2 separate regions of the Podarcis muralis genome follow, and region 2 is linked to region 1. The links are chromatin contacts, called in public Hi-C maps. All regions are on one chromosome and are shown on one strand. The core of a region is the stretch at or near the end of the contact, and the rest is flanking DNA. Distances in the headings are between cores, read along the strand shown.

Evidence for each region. A called contact is a pair of places that touch in the nucleus more often than the background predicts.
Region 2: a Hi-C map of tail shows a contact between it and region 1, with 3 times the contacts expected there. The contact joins the promoter of OSR2 here to the promoter of RGS22 in region 1. A contact is called at or near these places in 2 of 3 Hi-C or Micro-C datasets (blood and tail).

The regions. Positions count from the first base shown.
Region 1 is chr8:23,405,320-23,408,019 of rPodMur119.hap1.1, forward strand. RGS22 (regulator of G protein signaling 22) reads left to right here and starts at 1,390. Exons shown (of 28, transcript XM_028736399.2): 1 at 1,390-1,955. The coding sequence starts at 1,931. It overlaps LOC144328676 (a long non-coding RNA gene), which reads right to left. Exons shown (of 3, transcript XR_013393873.1): 2 at 1,930-2,064.
Region 2 is chr8:23,916,647-23,919,346 of rPodMur119.hap1.1, forward strand. It overlaps OSR2 (odd-skipped related transciption factor 2), which reads right to left and starts at 1,273. Exons shown (of 4, transcript XM_028736409.2): 1 at 786-1,273.

The sequences.
Region 1 (2,700 bases), core at 140-2,639:
TCCTGAAGCAAAGTTCTTAGCCCGAGGTAATATTTCTGGGTTAGCGGAGTCTGTAACCTGAACCGTATGTAACCTGAAGTGTATGTAACCCAAGGTACCACTGTAGTTGTCTGGTTGTTTGAATATGAAGCTGGGATTTGAGGCATTTAGAGGCTCAGTACTGTTCACTTATGTTGATGAATTTCATCATGATCCCCCACAGGTATGGAAGAAGGGTGGACAAGAAGGATGCCAGACTGGATGAAGGGCTTATTTTTTCCTCTGAGAGAGCAAGCCCCCTTGAATGGAGTTGGGCTACTTCTGAACAAACATGAAAGGATTGCACTGTCAGCCTCTACTAACAATAAAATAAAATCTGATTTTATTGTTTACTACCAAAGTGTTAACATGCACAAATCCACGGGGATCTTGGACATTCAATTTCTGTTTTATATGGAGAAATAAATATAAATTACAGGCTATTATGGCCACTATGAAAATTAACTTGAAGCAAATCTACTATTCTCGGCGCAAAGGAGACTGCATGAATTAAGAAAATAAATGGCAGACAGCCAGCCCATGAGCAGAGATAGGAATAAGGGCATAATCAGGAGAAGGGATTCAGAATTAATACTTTAGTGAGACAGTGGAACCCTTTGATACGACTTACGATTCACCTCTCACTTTTCCATAGCCCAAAGTAAGTTTCCGCAGGATTAAACTATCAGCTTTTAAAATCATCCGTATTTTCACATATCTCTAAAGGGGGCGGGGAGCCTGGAAATCCTTCAAATTAACTCTCAAAGTTGATGACATGTAGAGAAATTAATTCTGATTACAAATGTCATCAGCACCATTTCTTTTGCAGAAATATTTTGAATCTCAGCTGTTCTAGGCTGAATTGTTGGAGGTATTTATACTGAATCAGTCAATCCGGGGCAACTAAAGGCCATATACCCTTTTTGCATTCAAATTTTGCCGTGCCTCTTCAAGTTATGGAGAAAACCTTTTGCCCCTGTTGAGCCCTAAACCTGCTGGAATCTGCACCAGGATAGTTAAGAAAAGCCTGTTCAAAGAGCAATTCCTCCATGGAAATGGAATGTACGTGCCCCTGCCAGACTGGTCGACGTTATTTTGAAGCCGAGGGGGGGTCATGCCAAAGAGTTGTTTGCTTAAAGGAGAGAGGGGGGAGGCTTGCCAGGAAGGGCAGATAAGAATTCTACACAGCACAATCGTCACCAAGGCAGCATTACGCGTTGTTAAATGCATCACAATATCGGCGAACCAACCCCCTCCTCTTGCAGGTGATGGGAGCTGCAAGCAGCGTGGGCAACACCTGAAGGATCCTATCACCAACGCAAATCTTTGCAGCAGTCTAAACGCAGCGGGCTTTTTGGGGGGGGCGGGGGGGAGAGAGGGAGAGACTATCAAGCTATTTCCTAACGGGCTAGGACTGGAGAGGGCGCTGTCGTTTGCAGACCCGGCAGGGCGGCCCTGCGCCCCCTCGAGGCTGAAAGTGAAGGCAAGGCGTATTGGAAAGAACCGGTCGCCTGTCCACCGACGGGGAGATTTTCTCCCCCAGGTTAAACCACTTGTGTGCTCGTTGCTTCCGCGCGCCTCGCTTTATCCGGCTGGCTAGCCAAGCCGAGAGAAAGCCTTCGCCCCCAAGAAGACAAATGTTTGTTCATGGAGTCAAGGAGCCTTGTTTCCCCTGTGCACGGTCTGCAGCAGCTCCATAGCAACCCAGCTCGGCTGTGATAGCGCGCAATAACTAGGACAAGTTGTAAACGCCGAGCAATTCGTGCGTGCCCAGGCTTAGGCCCGCTGCAGTCTCTTTGCCCCGGGCCCAGCTGAAGTTATTTCCCCGGGCTCCCCTGAGGACCATGAGGCTTTAGCTCAGGCGCTTAGGCGGGATCACGAGCTATACAGAGGCAGTGCGCCCATCCTCACCATGCGGGAGAAGAAGCTCACCACGGGTATGTACTGCGGGCGGAGAGCATAGCAGACAGTGAAGAGGATCGGATGTGCTCCGCTTTCATCCCGTCACAGTTCATGTTTCAGTGGGAGGGAGAGGGATGATGAACGCTGGAAGGAAAATACATTGTCAGCCAGCCAAGCCCCAGAGCCCTAAAGGGCACGTTCACAAGTGATGCTCAGAAGCGCTTTTTAGATTGGAATGCATCACGTGTGAACATGCAGGCTCAAGTGGAAAGAGCAATCTGCTCTCATGTTCCAAAAGCTCATACAAACGACAGAGGACTTGGTTGTATGTATTGTCCAATTAGTGTGTTTATGGACTCCACACTATTCCACAGGGGAAATACCCTGTTCACTCTTTAACACAGAGCGGTGCGCTGAAATCTACTGAAATCAGTAGATTTTGTGTGTCCCAAATTCTGGGATTGTTGTACACAAATTTGGTAACATAGGCCTATCTTCTTTTTATAAAGGTGCACAGTCATATATTTATTTACAAGTGCTAGCGTGTGTAGCCTTCATTTTCTAATCTACATGGTAAACTGAGTTGTACAGATAGTGACTTATTGCACAGGGTCAGATACTGAGGCTGTGCAAGGAAAAGTCTAGTTACTAAGGCCCTACAGGTGTTGTTCTACCCACTCTCATCAGTCTCAGTTGTCATGGCCAATGCTCAGGGATGTTGTAAGTTGTGGCCCATAGGTTAGCTGCACTTGTGACAGGTGTCTGTTTTAAAAGTTCCTG
Region 2 (2,700 bases), core at 23-2,522, 510 kb after region 1:
GCTCTTGGTGGGAGAAGGCTAAGAGCCCGCCGAGGGTCTCAGCTATCAGGTAGGCAAACGCCGGCTGAAGTTGGGGGAAACTATCCCTGCCAGATCCCACGGATTTGTATTTGCTTATCCTCGCCAAAACCAAGACCTCCGTCCCGCTCCGGCGTTCCCAAAGGCTATCTCGAACAAATCAAGAGGAGGGAAGGAAATCTTTCGCCCAAGATTTGTTGAACGAGCAATGCTTTCCTGGAAGCCTTTGGAGTGCGAACTTTCTAAGGAGGGGGGGCGGGTCTGGAGGCCCTTCCACTTGCCCGGAGCTTTATGGAGCGCGCAGAACACAGCCGGCTCTGTGCACCGAGAGACAGGTCTGCCCCTGTTCTGGTGTGAGCCGCCGGGATTCAAATCGAAAGTAAAGGCGAGGAGCTGCTCGCTCCTCCTCGGCGGGAGACCGAGCTGGCTGACAAAGCCCTCTGCGGCCAGCCCGAGCTCTACACGCGCGCTTACTCGGAAGGAAGTCTCCCTGAGCTCAGCGAGCCTTACTCCCACGTAAAACGCGCAAAGGATCCTAACAGTCACATTACTAAGGGCAAGAAGGTTCTGGTTGTTGTGGAAGCCCGTTCCTGGACGGTTCCGAGGGCAATTCTCCGGGTTGGGGTTCCCTGCGGAGCTTAGAATCGGGTCCTCCCCCTGTTCTGCCCCGCTAAAGCCCCTTCCTGCCCAGATCCCTCACTTCCCACCCGCAGGTGCCCCGTTCCCAAGCAGAGCGACCATTCCGGAGCTGTCACTCTACTACCTACCTCCCACTTGCCAATTTCTTCCGACGGGGCCTCCGCCTCGTCCCCGGACCCACGTCCTCCCGGCGCTCCTCAGGCCAGCAAGTGCCTTGGCGGCGTCATTAGATCCACTCGGGAGAGGAGCTCGCTCAGTGGAGCCGTCGAGTCCCGGGGGCTCCGGGCATGTTCCGAGGGGCGGCTTCCGAGGAGTCAGAGGGGCGGCTCCAGGAGGCCTCCGGCCCGGGCTTTCAGGCTCCTCCGGCGGCTGGGAGGCGGCGAGTCAAGTGCCGGCATAGAGCTTCCCCGGGAGCCCCGTCCTGCCTTCGGCTCCGGCGGAGCTCGGCGCGAGTCTGGACCTCCCCCTCGCGGGTCCATCGCATTTCAGCGCTCGCCGCGGCGCGGGCTCTGCCCCCGCCCGCAGTCCCTCCCCGAGCCCCAGCAATTCGAACGCTCGCCGCCCCAGCGTTCGAAGCCACGCCCCGCTCCGAACGCCCGAGAGGTTGCGAACGTTCCGAGGGCCGCCCCTCGAAGCCCCGCCTCCCTGTTCCACCACCACTGTTTACTTCTGTTTGGATAGCAACTTGGCTTTAAAGGGGCAGAGCTCCTTTCTCTCTCCCCCTACACACTTTCCCTCCCCACCCCCAACGTTACCTAAGGTGACTTTTTCCCCTTTGAGAAAACACGATCAGTGCATAAATCAAGATCTTCCTTCCTTAATGCTTCTGGCTACTCCAACTGCAGAAACTTCGGTAGCTGTCTCTCAGGCTAAGCCCTGTTGAACGTGTCCAACACACCGTTTCCATGGACTAAATATGCTGGCTATATGTTCTCTATACACTCCGAGTAATACCTTCAGACCATTAACGGTTTTTTCCTGCTTCGTGTGAAGCAGATCAATGTGAACGCGATAGTTTAGAAGGCTTCCTTGAATTATCTCTAATCCTCTATTTTCCCTCCCCTCTTTTCTCCCCCCCCCAATTCCTTTGCCTCTTCTTTATTTAATTTGTTAGACTGTAAGGTTCCCGAGAGAATCGTGTTTTTAAAACAAAATTATAGGGCGCCACTTTGTCATAGCCATTTCAAAGTATTAGTGTCATCATCATCATCTCCCAGCTGAAGAAATCCTCTCTCAAAACCTGGCTTTCGTGAGCAAACGATTTTCTTCTACCCGAAACAGGTGAATCCCAAGGAACCGCCAACATTACCCGGGCGAAATAAATAAAAATATCTGGCATCTAGGAAAATCTTGAAAGGTAGTTTTTAAACTTCCCGAGTGACTATAATTCGGAAATGCTTTTCCTCTGTTAGATGAGAAAGTTTCCCCCAAATATATATACATAAAAATATATTTTATATACATTTAATTGTTGGAAGCATATGCATGCAGATTATAGGGACCTCGGGGGCTTTTGCTACCACTTTTCCTCCTTTTCAGTTTAAGAGGGATTTTTTATGTTGTTGTTGTTTTTACTTATCCCAAGTGACCAATCACAGGTTGTTTAACTTGAGCCCCTGGATAAATAGAAACACATTACTGTTCGTGGTTAAGTTGCGGTCGGGCTCCTTTTTCCCTGCATGCAAGCGGCGTTTTAGACGAATATTTGTTAACTACTCATTAATGGCACGGAGCGCAGCGCGGAGGGCTGATTATGCCCCCCAGACGGAACCGTGCAGGACCGGCTCCCTGAAACATAAAACAATCCACATGGCGAAATGACGTTAAAAGGCACACACACACACACACACCCCGCATCACCCTCCACCTCTCGGGACTTTGAGCAAGATCGCGCTGCTTAAGAGCTAGAGGAGAGAGACAGGGAAGGAGAGAAAGAGAGATCTCAGGCAAATGGGCCAGATGCGAAAGCGCGTTTGGTTTAAACGATGAGCGCTCTCAATAAACACGCCAGCGATGGAAACTTTGGAAAATGTGAGATGCTGA